Linked DNA regions of Mus musculus: regions 1, 2, 3 and 5 are each linked to region 4. Evidence: chromatin contacts called from public Hi-C, HiChIP or PLAC-seq and promoter capture Hi-C data. All regions are on one chromosome and are shown on one strand. The core of a region is the stretch at or near the end of the contact, and the rest is flanking DNA. Distances in the headings are between cores, read along the strand shown.

Region 1 (2,700 bases), core at 93-2,592, 500 kb before region 4:
GAAAGAAGGCAGAACTAACTATCTTCCTTACTCTCCCTGACATTTCCCCCTCTCCCCCAGTGGCAAATCCTATCAATGTTACTTTGAAAGAGCCATTTATTTACATGGAGAGTTCTAGGATTGAGGCAGGCAGTTCTGTTCTTGCGGTGGTAAGTTTTGTGTGCCTTTTTTTTTTTTTTTAAGTCGGGGAGGTGAACTTTCTGGAATTAAACTGGGATTCAACAGCAGCAAAACCCAAGGATCTAAATAGCCTCCTAGAGAAGCAGGAAGCTGTGGACCTCGCTCTGTTACTGTAAGTCCAGCTATGTGGTTTTACTGTATTCTCGTGCACAGTGTAAGCTCCCAGTAAAATTTACGAGCATCTCGGCTTCTTCAGTCTTCAGAGACAAGCTGAGATCTTTCTCTCTCTGTGAGGTTTTAGCCAATAATTACTCTGAATTTTGTTCTTTATTGCTCCAGTGTTTGGGGAGCCAGTATTGTTTTTTCTGTTGATTGTATACTTCATTGTATTCTTCCCTTGGGTGTTTGGAAGATGGAGACTGGAGTGGCCCCCTTTCCAGTGCTAGTTGGTGTGTGTGTGTGTGTGTGTGTGTGTGTGTGCATGCCCACACACACACACGCACATACATGCAATTGCACACGAGCATACTTGCATATGGATAACCATGTGGGCACACATGCACGTGTGTGGAGGCCAGAGGCTAGCATTGGGTGTGTTCCTCAGTGGGCTCCCCTACCTTATTTTTGCCAGTCTCTAGCGAAACCCTGGAAGCCCACTGATTTGGCTAAACTGGCTGTCCAGCGGGTTCCAGGGATCCTGTTCCCCCCCCCCTCCACCCCCTGTCCCAGTCCCCTCGGTGCTGGGATTACGCTCAGCTTTTTGCATAGGTGCTGGGAGTCGGCTCCTCACGCTCTGGCTTTGCAGGAAGCACTTTCCCCTCTGAGCCATCTCTCCAGCCGGCAAGCTGAGCTCTGAATCTGCTTTCACCTCTGATACACCAATATTGAGAGCAAATGCAGCAAGTGGGGGACACTCATTTGCTCAGGTCACAGTCCTGCTGGCTAGGCTCCCTGATCGATCACGTGAAGCACCCCTCAGGAAGACAGTCTGAGAAGGCAGGAATGGCGAAGTCACCATTCTTCTCAGGTCACACTCTATGCAACAGGCAACACGAGAGCCATTGGAGGGGAATGTTGCCAGGTCCACCCTCTTTCTGCCGCCCTTATCATCTCCATGGAGGAAAGAGGTGGCCAGGAATCACGAAGCTGGTTTCTAAAACCGTGCAGAGAGCCAGGCATCCTGATACTCCCTGATGTCATCGCCTCCGATTGCTTTGCCCGCCCTCCTGTGGCGACACTTGCAGGAGAATGGAAGGACTTAGCCGTTCTTACTGCCTTGCTTCAGACTCTGTTCAGTTCCACCCAGTGCCCTGCATAGGCTGCCGGTCTTGGGGCAGAAGCGGGGAAGCCCCTGCTCTCCGTGTTAGACTCCAGCCAGGCTCCAGGATTGCCGAGGGTGATAAGCACCTTTCTGCTCTTTGAGCATGGGCTGGATGGAATGAAAACGCCTCGAGGGACCGCTCACTCTGAACACATCATTGCCATCGGGAATGCAACTGCTTTAGGATGCTGTCCAGAAGAGAGGGTTCCCCCCCCCCCTTCTAGTAACTGGTTACTAAGACCATGTAAATGTGTTTATTTAAGAAGCTCGCTGGGCAAGAAAAAAGACGGCACAGGTGTCAGATCTCAACCCCTTTCTGTCTTCGAGTTGCGGGATCCTCCGAAAGATACCAACCTATAAAATAACAAATGCCACCTTACTCCTAGAGAAGGGCATAACTACAAGCCGGAAGGTTTACTCCTTGGTTTCTCAGAGGAGACTCAGGAAGGGTCATCTGTTTCTCACTAGGGCGGCAGTGACCTGATCTATCTGCAACCTCTCCCAACGCTCCAGGTAGACAAGGGGTTAAAGTGGGTAGGTGACAAAGCCTGCTTAAAGCAGTGTTGTGGGTCCCCAGGACTCAGCAATGTAGCAGGACGCCACAGGCAGAAGCGGCCACTGGTTAGCAAGCCCCTGTATGCGATGGCATATCTATCACCTGTGTTCTGCTCGTGTTTTCCTCCTTTGACTGACAGGTTTGGCTTCTGTAAGCCTTTCTTCTCTGTGCACACCCATCCTCACGGTGCTGCTTAGGGTTTCACGTCACCTCGACACAAGCCGGGGTCATCTGGGGAAGAGAAACATCACCTGAGAAGATGTCTCTGTCAGGCTGGTCTCTGGGCACGTCCGTCTGTGGGGTGTTTTCTGGATTAATGATCGACGAGGGCCCAGCTCCCTGTGGGTGTTGCCATCCCTGGGCAGGTGGGCCTGGGTGGTAAAAGAAAGACTGAGCAAACCCGTGTCCAGTAGGCCTCGATCTCCCATGGCCTTTACTGCAGTTCCTGCCTTGACTTCCCTCAGTGACAGACCGTGTGTGATCACACTGTGTAAGCCAACTGAAGCCCTTTCCCCTCAAGCTGCTTTTGGCTTATGTGTTTCATCGCAGCAACAGAAAACTGCTGTGAATTCGAATGTGAAAAGTGAAAAGCGCCATGCTTTTCACCAGGCGCTCACCTAATAGAAGGTGCTCAATGGGCAGGTTTCCCTTAAAAGTGTAAGCCAAATCTGCCTTACAGCGCATGCGCCCCAATCCAGGCTCG
Region 2 (2,700 bases), core at 150-2,649, 300 kb after region 4:
ATCGCTAGTAAACAACGACGTTATGCTTGTGTGTAGATTTTCTCAAGCTGAGCACAAACCGTCCTCCTGTTCCTCCAGATCATGCAGAGCTAGCTGGCTCCGTCCAACCCCAGACCCACAATGCCCTAGAACCTGTTCTCCTGCTCTCCCAGCCTGAGCAGTTCCTACCCTGCCCAGCTTTCTCAGGCCCGGCCCAATCCTCTAAACAGGGCTTTGTTTATCTGCAGCCTTCAGAAAACCACTCCCGGTAGTTGACGAATGCTACCCATGGAGGAAAGCAGGCAGACCCAGACTTCCTGTGGAGAGGAGGGTCAGAGTCAGTCTGCAGACAATGGAAACAAAATAACAGTCGGAGGGGGGCCGTTTCAGTGCTGAGAGAGCGAAAGCCATCCTGCGGTGGGAGGGGTCACTAAGAAAGATGGAGCCTGGGTGGGACCGTAACCCTCACTGCTCAAGGTTTGGGGAAGAAACACAAATGGATTGAGACGGAATAAAATACACCCAAGGGGAAGGCAAATGAATCAAAATATATGGGTTAAATTGCTGCAGGCTGGCACAGAGCAAGTGATCAATAAATATTAGTCAGCGTTAACATCTGCTCCTCTGTGAGCCCAGAGCTGGGAGAACGCCCGATTCTTGCCAGAGTCAGTACCTGCCGGCAGGCACCTCTCCACCTGGGCTACCGACATGTGTTATTTCTTTAATTCTTAGCAACCATTGGTAATCCTGCAGCCCCCATTTTAAAGACCTGGTAGCCCCAAACTCACAAAGTTAGGTTTCTTACTTCAGTGGGTAAAACCTTGGGGTTTACAATCAGTCTGTCTGGGGCTGGGATGTCAGGCAGTTCAGAGATGTTGTGCTGTGAAATACACAAACAGCACGCTGTATATTGTAGGCTCTCGATAAATGTCATACCGACGCACGTATACTAATACTCGTAAATACATATAAATGGGCGTGTGCATGAAGCTGTATCTGTAATGTGGGCTTTGAAGGTTCTGTAGGAGTTTTTTCAGATGGGAAGAATAGGCACCTGGAGCTGATAATTGCAGAGCTGAAGGCACACACTTGCGAGGGGTTTAATATAAAGCCTGAGGAAAGCCTCGTGGCAATCAGCAACAGGTGAAACCGACTTTGAAGGGAAGAAACCTTATAGGCGAGTAGAGAGAAGACTGGAGTCCTCGGGACTGAGCAGAGAAATTTAAATACCTCCTCAACCCCGACCCCGAAAGAGTTTGGACAATGTGGCTCCCTGGCCAGCCACCAGCTCAGAGCCCCTTTCCAGCAACCCAGAAGAATTCCGGTCCAGGTCTCCACCAATCCTGGCCGAGGAGGAAGCGTCTGCGCGCCTTGGCGTCCGGTTGCCAGGTAACCGAGCGTGCCCTACTTGGCAGTTTTAAGCCCCAAGGCCGAGCCCCATGGTGGGGCCCGCCTTACTCCCTCGTCTCGCTGGCCGAGGGTGGGGCTTTTGTCTATAGAGTTTTATTTTTACTTTTTTCAGTTTACATTTTATTTTGCTTATAGGAGAAAAATATCTTCTCCCTTAAAAGAGAGAAAACGTATAAAACCGACTTTGTGCAAGTTAAACAGTCTCAGGTTTGCCTGCTCGGGCCTAGCAAAGGCTTCCTTACCCAGATGCTCCGCTTTGCAACAAGAAATCTCTTCGCAGTCTCTGGACTTGGGACTTGGGGGCCTGGGAGAACTTTCTGGACCGTTTCACACCAGTGAGTGTTGCGAAGTCAAGAATCTGAAAAAGCAACAAGTTTTTCACTGGAGGCACGGGCTTAAAGGCTGAAGGTTGTTTTGTTGTTGTTAGTGGTGGTGGTTTTTTGTATTTTTTTTTCAAGATGACCAAAGTGCCAGCCACCAAAAAGTTACAAAAAATCACCAGCAAGAAGGCCCTTTGGCTCTTTTCCAGCGCAGATCAACTGACTCAGGTAAGTCACTGTCTCTCTGTTAACAAGAGCAATGGATTAGGTTCAGGCCCGCCCAACGGGAGGGGGGCGGGGCTGGACGAGGGCCTAGGTATGATGAACTTGTCCAGACATCCCTGTTGCTCTCGATGGCTGGCTTCTCACGGTGAATGAAAACACGGATCAGAGCTGCGAGCTATCCATTAGGCAGTAATTCCAAACTGATGGACTAAATTGATGCGAGACACTGTAGAAAGTAGGGGAAAAATGAAGATGAATTGTAGACTGGTATCACAGAACTTAGTTCCAGAGATCCACTGGGGTGGAGAGACAAGCCTTTCCTATCACTCTGTGGAGAGGTTGGTTGCAAGGGTGTCACGTTCTGAGGGGTGGGGACGGGGTCCAGGTTGGGCTGGCTGTCGCTGTCAGGCAAGTTTCTCCACACACCCCCCCACCCCCCCACCCCAGCCTTTCTTTCTCCGTGATAAGACCGGGATGGGCCAAAATAATAGTAAGAGACTCGAGTATAGAGATGGTCCGTCTACGTGTATGTGATTGCGTCCTTGGTACGACTTGGGTCCGGGGGTTTCTAGATGCAAATGTTATAACTGGGTAGATGATGTTTTAAGTACATTTAACTTTGATGTCTTCAAAGTCTAACTCCACCACAGTTAGCCAAGGGAGGGAGGGTGGGGATGGCAGCTGCTCCACCTACAGCTTGTGGAGGGAGGATTTAAAGCCCTCCAGTTTATACATGGCCCAATATGTCCCCAGGCTCTTTTTCGTT
Region 3 (2,700 bases), core at 5-2,504, 280 kb after region 4:
TTGCTGCAGTAAAACACCGTGACCAAAAAGCAAGTTGGGGAGGAAAGGGTTTATTTGGCTTACACTTCCACAGCAGTGTTCCCTGAAGAAGTCAGGACAGGAACTCTAACAGGGCAGGAACCTGGAGGCAGGAGCTGATGCAGAGGCCATGGAAAGGCCAATGAAGAGCCCTTCCTGACCTTCCGAAAGACCCGAATTCAGTTCCCAGCACCCATGGCAAGCAGGTTACATATAGCCTGTACTGCAGTTCAGAGGGACCTGACGCCCTCTTCTAGCTTCCATTAGCATTCTGCACTCACAACCCATAAATAAATAAATAAATAAATAAATAAATAAATAAATAAATAAATCTTTTTTAAAAACCCTCCTGTGGGACCAGAGAGATGGCTCAGAGGTTAAGAGCATGAACTGCTCTTCCAAAAGTCCTGAGTTCAATTCCCAGCAACCACATGGTGGCTCACAACCATCTGTCATGGGATTTGATGCCCTCTTCTGGTGTGTCTGAAGATAGCTACACTGTATTCATATAAACAAAAATAAATAATGTTAAAAAAAAAAAAAGCACTCCTGTGTGATTGCCCTCAGTGCAATCCAGTCCTAGAGGAAGTTCTTTGTGTGAGCTAGCTTCTGTTGTTTTCATTTGTATACACGGACCTCTTTCTATAATCTGTCCTCAAAAGTGAGGGTTATATAGCCAGCTGCAGCCTTACCTTTTTGCTTTGCTTGATCATCTCCCCAACTCCCGAAACCACGGTTGGAGGAACACTGTGAGTGAGTGATCTTTCCTCCTTGACGGGGTGATTCTGAAACCAGACATTTACTCTGGTTTTTGCCTTCTTTTTTTTTTTTTTTTTTTTTTTTTTCTTTTTTTTAATACCGTGTTCCAGGAAGACCTCACTCAGCCTGGGAGGCCCCACTTGTGCCCATTGATCACACTAATGACGACGTATTTCCTTCCTTTCGCCACTTGATCCTCGGCTGCCCATGGCAGAGCAGGCTACCCTCCCCGGGCCCTTTTCTTCTGACTTGGAGTCACACAGAACAGAACCAATTAAGGAACTCATTCATCTCCCCACTCCCCGCCCCTTTAATTACAAACAGCGCTGCGAATTGAACAATACCAAACAAAAGATAGATTTACTTACCCCGGGACATAAATAAGATTATCAGAAATAAGCATTCAGAGGCCCTTCGCTCCTGGGAGAATTTTAATTCACTGACCCCTGCTTTTACAGAAATCTTAGGCCTTTCCACATCATTATTGAGTCCCCAGGCGTTTTGCCTGCTTGAGTTATTTGTTGGCACACATTCACCAGCCGGCCCCCTTGCTCACACAGACCAATTATAAACCTCTCCACTGAGGCTTCAAATCGGACTCTTTTGGAAACCAGGAAGGAAACCTGAAAGAAATTCTCCACTCCTAGTGAAGTTTTCCTACTGGGGGCTTCCTGGAACTACTGGGGAGCTACTGAGGCAGGGGTTTGGGAGTGGGGGTCGCATTGATTAATTAGAACACGTTAGGATGCAAAACACCCACCCTTCACAATGACATTACACCAAAAAGAAGTATATTGTAAGTGGAAGGGCTGCTGTTGATGTGAACTTCAAGATCTGCTCCACACAGAGGAGAATAATTATCCTAGCAAGCATCAGTTTCCCCTGGTGCCTCTCACCTGGTTTTTATTTTGTTTTGTTTTGCAACAGTAGTCCTCAGAGCACCAAGCTTCCAACTTACAAGTTCCTACAGTCTCATTGGCTCAGCATTGGTCACGTGTCAACACCTAGACCAATCACTGTGAAGAATGGATGAAATGTACCCATTAACTGGACAGAAGTCATATGTGAAATCATGTGCGGTGGCGGGAGCGAGTGAGAGATGAAGCGAGTCCTACCTGTACCATGGGGACTGAGGCTGCCATGGGGTAAATATCTTAAAAGGAAAAACAGGGTTCTGTACCTGGAGAAGAGAGACGCTGAAAGAGAAAATTGTGCCTTCCAGCCGCGCAGGACAATACAAAACTTAATCCTAGTACTTAGAAGGCTGAGGCAGGAGGATTATGAGCTGGAGGCCTCCCCTGCTGAGGTCCATAAGCCCCTAAAATTGTGACCACGCCCTCCCTGCCATGGTCCTTGAACTCCTTAAACCGACCACGCCCTCCCTGGTGTGGTCCATGAAACCCTTAAACTGTGACTACACCCTCCTTGGTGTATTGCGTGAAACCCTCAAACTGTGACCAGGCCCTCCCTGCCATGGTCCACGAAACCCTCAAACTGTGAATGAAAATAAACTCATCCTTGAGTCACTTTTGACGCGTGCTTGTCACAGCAGCAGAAAAGTAACCAAGACAGTGTTCCTCTGGAGTAAGGTTTGTAGGGCACACCACAGCCTTCCAGAGGCTACCCGAAAACCATCTCTTAGAATCTGTATGGTCATTGTAACTCAGAGTGTGACCTTACCTAAAAGATAACCTAGAACCCTTCAAAGAGGGAATCCAGTTAAAAGGGGAATTGTTATTTTGTCAGTTTGACACAGGCTAGGACCATCTGAGAAGAGGAAACGGTATGCCTCTGTCCGATTAAGTATGTTGGGCATTCTCTTGGTTGATGATTGACGTGGGAGAGCCCAGCACACTATGAATGTCCGACCCCTGGACAGGTGCTCCTCCATTGTATAAAACCAAGGGCCTCTGCTTCAGTTCC
Region 4 (2,700 bases), core at 137-2,636:
GTAGCCTCTTCCAGGCCAACGCTCACTCCTTGTTCCTGTGTCCCGGCTTCTCTTGCCCCATCCTGTCCTCCTCTCCCCTACTCTGCTCCCCCCTCCGTGTACCTCCTATTCTCTTACAAAGGACTTACTTACAAAGTTCGCACTGATGTTGGGGGTGGGGGTGGGGGTGTCTTCGCTCCCCACTGCTACTAGGTCAACAAAAATTAGAGAATTTTTTCTGCCTTCAGGGTGGAACCCGGTGTCAGTGCTTGGAGGTTTGTAAGACTTAGCAGAAGCTCCTTGTAGGAGTTTCACTTTTAAACCCTGGCGGTAGGTGAAACTCCCAAGTATTAAAAGGCTCCAGAGGAGAAATGGGCTGGGGAAATCTCACTAAGATATCTTCCCTAAGAAGACCCTTACGGCAAAACGGGGAGACATTGTTGTCTACTGCCTGCGCATCTGGAGTTTGAGATTCTGAGTCTCTGCTGGGACTGGGAGAGTAGGGGGGAGGAAGAAGATGGAAAGACCAAAAAGTTACTTGTAATCCTCGGAAGCCCTCCCCCCCCTTCCCCCCTCAGTCTTTCTTTGCCAAATCGGACTGTTGTTTCACACCCAGGCTGCGGGTTCTCAGGGGGGTGGGGGAGGGGTGTTCTTTTGGAGGGCTTTGGCAGCGGGGACGCGAAGCAGGCCGGCTGCGAGGCACAAAAGAGATATCCTTTATAGCGCCGCAAGCACAGATGTGACGCTGCGCCCCTCTGCGGGTGGGGGCCGGCTCGACAGATGGCGAGAAACCGCGCTGGTGACGGATTGTCCGTCAAATGGCATTTTCGGGGTGGGGGGGTGGAAGAGCCCCCCAGGCGTAAAGAAAATCATAGGGGCACCCACACACACACACTTTGCAGACCTCGGCAGTCCATCCCAGAAGTGGGGTGGGTGAAGGCAGGTTGGCGTGGGTGGATAGGTGGGGCATTTTTTAGTAGCTCCCTCAATGGAAGATGCTCCCCAAGTCTTGCAAAAGGATAGGGAGGTGGCCCAGGCCCGGGAGTGCGCATGTAAGGGTTGAGGGGAAGGCCTGCGACGATGGAGGAAGGGTGAGGGCTAAGAGAAAGAATCTCCTTTTTGATTCTGTTTGAGGTGTTGGGGTCGCTTCTCAGAGGGGTCAGAGTCGCAACTCTGTGGCCACGGGGCCTTAGAGACAAGCGCTCGCCCCTCCCTTTCTCCTCCTCAGACCTGCGGGCTTTTGTTATGCAGATGGCGGCGGGAGGCTGAGCCAGAGAAGGAGGGGTTGCTGGGGAAGGAGGAGACGGAGAAGGGGAGGGAGGAAAGTACAGCTCGCGCGACCAGCCTCCCCTTCCAACGTCACATTGTGCAAGAGACAAAACCCGGGCGCGCCGGAGCTCACACGCGCACGCACGGCAGACGCCCCGGTCGCCTCCTCTCTGTTCTCTGCGCGGTAGAGAAAGCCGGCTAGCTTTGCTTCGCCGAAGACACGGAGCTCAGCCTGCTCCCAGCGCAGCTCAGAGCCAAGCCAAGAGGTGAACCCAGCCGGGGAACCACCTTCTTTCTCCGCTGCCTGCCTAACCCGAGACGTCCCGTTCTATCCCATCCCCCGCCCTGAACTCCGATCTCTCCCCACCCCACCCCTTGGGGGTTTCACGCGGACAGCGCCCCGGAGCCCAGGGCGTGTCATCGGGTTTGTAATCCACGTTTCAGCACTTCGGACAGCGCCCCAGGCTCCCGGGCTCCTTGGGCTTTCAGGATGGCTAGCCTGCAGCAGGGCGAGAAACAGCTGTTTGAGAAGTTCTGGAAAGGGACCTTCAAAGCAGTGGCCACTCCGCGTCCCGAGAGCATCATCGTCGCCAGTATCACAGCCCGCAAGCCGATGCCAAGGTAATGACCTCGTTCATGAGTTAGGGACACTGGGAGGTCCCCCCCCCTTTTCTTGCCTGTGCCCCAGAATCTTGACGGGTGGACGCAGGCAACTGGAACAGGGTGTCTGGACTAAGCCCGTCGTACCCGGTATCTCACGCCGGAACATGAGAAATTATCGCTTGTGTAAGGGAGAGGCTGTTGAAAAGGGACAGGAATTTTTTGACGGGGAACAACACTCCTACAGACTCCGCACCTCCTATGCAAACCCCCTTGCTTTCTTAGGGTGGGCGGTGTGGCTCGGGGTACGTACTTGACTGAAAACTTTTCGAGCTATCGCCAAGTGCATAGGTCAGGGGAGCAAAGCAGTGGTGGATTTGAGGTGTCAGGGGATGCTGTACAAGACATGAACTCAGCTCAGCCAGTGTTCAATACAAGCATTCTAACCCTTGGCCCAGAAACTAGCGGGTCTCTGAACATTTCAACAAAAGCCCATATGCTATTCCCTCAGATACGCTCGCTCCAAGCAGCACCCTCCTCCGTGTCTTAGCCTAAGCTGCTGCTCGTGTTGAATTCTTTCTTTTTCAGCACCCAAAACCAAAACTCTAAAGCTCAAAGTCAGCATGAAGATAATACTGAAAGTTTTACTTTATTTTATTTTTTAAGGATCTGGTGGCTTTGAACTTTGGAATGAGTTGGGGTGCTGGAGCAGTAGTTAAAAAAAAAGACAGGAGGGGAGAGGATGGGAAGAAATACAAAGGCAGGAGAAAAAGAAGACAAGAGGGGGTTGAGGGGGCACAGAGCCTTCCACAGCAGAGAAATACCCAATATTTTCCTAGATCGTTAGATTCA
Region 5 (2,700 bases), core at 10-2,509, 480 kb before region 4:
ACCTGCACTCCAATCTGCTAGTCTCATTCCTCCCACAAACAATCCCTTCTTTGTTCTCCTGTCACACACACACACACACGTGCACAAATGTGCAAACACAAGCATGCACACACATGCACACACACCCCTACACAGATACACACAAACAGACATGCACACACATGCACACATGTGCACACACCACATGCAGGCACACCTGAGCAGGCATTCAATTTAGATTCTGCATGTGAAAGGAAACGTGATATTTATCTTCCCTAACACGATGACGTCCAGTTCCATCCAGTTCCATCCAGTTTCCTGTAAACGGTGCAGGTGCATTCTTCTTTACAGCCAAATCAAATTGGATAATGGACATGGTCCATGTTTTCTTTATGCTTTCTAGATGAGATTAACTTAGCGCATTTTCTGTAACCCAAACACCTGAACTATTATCCTCCTCATGCGTAGTCAATGTAAAAATTATCAATGTAAAAAAGGTCTATTACTTTCATTTTCTCAAAGCAGCTGATGTATTTTAATTTCCTGTCTCCATCTTGTAATAGGTGTGTGTGTGTGTGTGTGTGTGTGTGTGTGTTCACTGACCAATTCCCATTGAGAATTGGTTGAGAGTCAGTCTTGGAAACCAGCCCTTCTAGGTAATTTTGGCTCACCATGCAGTTTGAGGACACCTACAGATGATGAATCACACAAACTTGCGTCTTTGTTAGGCTTTCTGGTGCTATGGTAAAACACCATGACCAGAAGCAACCTGGAGAGGAGACGGTTCATTTGGCTTACACACCCAGGGTCACAGCCCACTGTGGGAAGCCAAGATGAGGAGCTGAAACAGAGGCACAGGGCTTGCTCAGCCGGCTTTCTTATACACCCCTCGGACCACCTGGCCAGGGGTAGCACCGCCCATAACGGTCTGACCCCTCCCCCATCAATCATTAATTAAGAAAATGCTCACCCTCAGGCTCGCCTACATGCCAATCTGATGGAGGCGTTTTCTCAATTGAGGATAACTTTAGCTTGTGTCAAGTTGATGAAAAAAACTAAGCAAGACAACTGGAAACCAGGTGACCCTCTGGGATACACAGCACCGGCTGTTTCCACCGTTTCCTGAAAGAATCCTCTGTTGGCTGTACGGTTTGTGTCATTGGAGACCTTTTAACTTTAGGTTTTGGTCTCAGAAGAATGGACTTCAGTGCTGGGCGCGCTGAGCAGTGATGAACTCTAGGGGGCGCCACCCACCTAGGCTTTCTACAGAGACCCAGCGTGCGTGGCAACACCTATCACAGTGCAGTAGGCAACCTGCCCAACGCCCCTAAGGGCTGTCACTGTCTTACCTCCGACTGCATTCATCACTTTGGGAAAAGAAGAAGGGATTGTCAGAGAAGACATACTCACTTGGGCTGAGCTGCAATATTGTCTTTTAAGGGTCACTAAACATTTTAAGCACCTGACAAGTGTTCCTTGCAAACCCGCGGTCCCGAGAAATCAGCGACGGGCAACCCCTCCCCCGCCACCCCCCCCCCCCCCAGCCCTGTAGTCACTCCGAAGTCAGCTGCACATCCGCTACTAATTTTAGCTGGCAATCTGCAAAGATCATCAGTGATGATTTGTACCAGACTTACAGACGTGGCTGAGTGGCTGTTGTGGAGACTGGAAGCGGAGGCACATTTCCTCAGCGAGGGATCTAGCCTCACTTCCCCCTCCCAAAGCTTTCTCCTCCGTGTAGTCACCTCTCCTGGGTGTCTGGCTATCAGCATCTCTGAGTGTTTGATTTCATGCCTCTTTCATTTTTGTTAGGTTTTCCCCAAGTGAGGGGTAAGCCACACACACACACACACACACACACACACACACACACACACACACACACACACCAGTTCACAGGAGGGAAGTCATCAAATTAATTACAGCATGGGAGAGCCACTGCCAGTCAAGCAACCTAGCTATTTGCTTTTGCAGATGACAAGCTGAAGCCCGGAGGTCACTGAACTCATTCAAGGTCGCACGCATGGGGTTAGCAGCTGCGCATGGGGTTAGCAGCTGAGATCCAGCATCCTCTGTGGTGGCAGCTGTGTCTTAGGACCGATCTGAGACACTGAGCCTGGCATGAGATTAACTTTCATACCCGTTTGCAGATGAATGGATCGGGTGCATTTTTCTTAAAAAAAAAAGTTTTAATTAGCACAAATTAACTGTAAATAATAGCGGGGTTCCTGGTAATAGTTCATCTGTCACGTATTTATAGCGTATTACTATCTTTTTTTTCTCTTCCCGTGCCTGATGATCCCCCTCCTCTTCCTTACTGGCCCCTTTTAATTTTCATGGGTTTGTGAGTGCTATGTATGTGTGTGTGCATCCATGGGTGAACATGTGAAGGTTGGATGGAGGTTAACATCGGGCGACCTCTCCATGACTTTCCATCGCATTTTGAGATAGGGTCTCTTGCTGTTTCTGCTGGACTGGCTGCCCAGTGAGCCCCATCCCCCTCCGCTCCCCTCCCTCAGGATGTTTCTGGGAGAGACTGAGATTCAACTTATAAATATGGTCCCGTACCACACAGTGGCCATTTGACTGCAGTACCGGCAGAGGCCAGAAGAGGGCGATAGATCTTCTGGAGCTGGAGTTGCAAGCGGTTGTGAGCCTCCCGATTGGGTACTAGGAACAGAACTCTAATCCTCTGGAAGACCGTTAAGCGTCTTTAACCCC

What was found. A called contact is a pair of places that touch in the nucleus more often than the background predicts. HiChIP or PLAC-seq counts read pairs in DNA pulled down with a chosen protein or histone mark. Capture Hi-C pulls out chosen DNA fragments and counts their contacts.
Region 1: an H3K4me3 HiChIP or PLAC-seq map of forebrain shows a contact between it and region 4, with 5 times the contacts expected there. The contact joins the enhancer-like site here to the promoter of Srrm4 in region 4. A contact is called at or near these places in 1 of 39 promoter capture datasets (embryonic stem cells), 2 of 484 Hi-C or Micro-C datasets (cerebral cortex and cortical neurons), 6 of 115 datasets of contacts at active chromatin or transcription factors (astrocytes, embryonic forebrain, embryonic hindbrain and 3 more) and 1 of 9 other capture datasets (embryonic stem cells).
Region 2: a promoter capture Hi-C map of liver shows a contact between it and region 4. The contact joins the promoter of Ccdc60 here to the promoter of Srrm4 in region 4. A contact is called at or near these places in 12 of 39 promoter capture datasets (the 3T3-L1 cell line, the C10 cell line, embryonic stem cells and 4 more), 4 of 484 Hi-C or Micro-C datasets (the N1E-115 cell line, embryonic stem cells and olfactory sensory neurons), 7 of 115 datasets of contacts at active chromatin or transcription factors (embryonic basal ganglia, embryonic forebrain, embryonic hindbrain and 4 more) and 2 of 9 other capture datasets (adipose tissue and liver).
Region 3: a contact with region 4 is called in an H3K4me3 HiChIP or PLAC-seq map of embryonic forebrain, with 2.5 times the contacts expected there. The contact joins the promoter of B230112J18Rik here to the promoter of Srrm4 in region 4. A contact is called at or near these places in 2 of 39 promoter capture datasets (embryonic stem cells and hippocampal neurons), 2 of 484 Hi-C or Micro-C datasets (the N1E-115 cell line and cortical neurons), 3 of 115 datasets of contacts at active chromatin or transcription factors (embryonic forebrain, forebrain and neural tube) and 1 of 9 other capture datasets (adipose tissue).
Region 5: a Hi-C map of cerebral cortex shows a contact between it and region 4, with 2.5 times the contacts expected there. The contact joins the enhancer-like site here to the promoter of Srrm4 in region 4. A contact is called at or near these places in 7 of 39 promoter capture datasets (cranial neural crest, embryonic stem cells, hippocampal neurons and 2 more), 7 of 484 Hi-C or Micro-C datasets (the AtT-20 cell line, the N1E-115 cell line, brain and 3 more) and 10 of 115 datasets of contacts at active chromatin or transcription factors (VIP interneurons, astrocytes, embryonic basal ganglia and 7 more).

What each region holds. Positions count from the first base shown.
Region 1 is chr5:117,086,518-117,089,217 of GRCm38.p6, reverse strand. It overlaps Gm42011 (a long non-coding RNA gene), which reads right to left. Exons shown (of 3, transcript XR_878715.2): 2 at 2,249-2,368; 3 at 1,690-1,795. Among named protein-coding and RNA genes, the nearest start is that of Gm42011, 12 kb to the right of the region's middle. Within about 2 kb of position 1,342, at least 18 of the 459 cell types and tissues checked have an H3K27ac peak or open chromatin away from gene starts, as enhancers often do. A contact at or near this core is called in cerebral cortex and forebrain, where this site is marked.
Region 2 is chr5:116,287,684-116,290,383 of GRCm38.p6, reverse strand. It overlaps Ccdc60 (coiled-coil domain containing 60), which reads left to right and starts at 1,399. Exons shown (of 14, transcript NM_177759.3): 1 at 1,399-1,937. The coding sequence starts at 1,848.
Region 3 is chr5:116,310,914-116,313,613 of GRCm38.p6, reverse strand. B230112J18Rik (RIKEN cDNA B230112J18 gene) reads right to left here and starts at 1,254. Exons shown (of 3, transcript NR_110475.1): 1 at 1,146-1,254.
Region 4 is chr5:116,590,503-116,593,202 of GRCm38.p6, reverse strand. It overlaps Srrm4 (serine/arginine repetitive matrix 4), which reads left to right and starts at 1,386. Exons shown (of 13, transcript NM_026886.3): 1 at 1,386-1,869. The coding sequence starts at 1,739.
Region 5 is chr5:117,068,255-117,070,954 of GRCm38.p6, reverse strand. No RefSeq gene overlaps it. Among named protein-coding and RNA genes, the nearest start is that of Gm42011, 6.3 kb to the left of the region's middle. Within about 2 kb of position 1,259, at least 30 of the 459 cell types and tissues checked have an H3K27ac peak or open chromatin away from gene starts, as enhancers often do. A contact at or near this core is called in the AtT-20 cell line, the N1E-115 cell line, cerebellar granule neurons and 1 more, where this site is marked.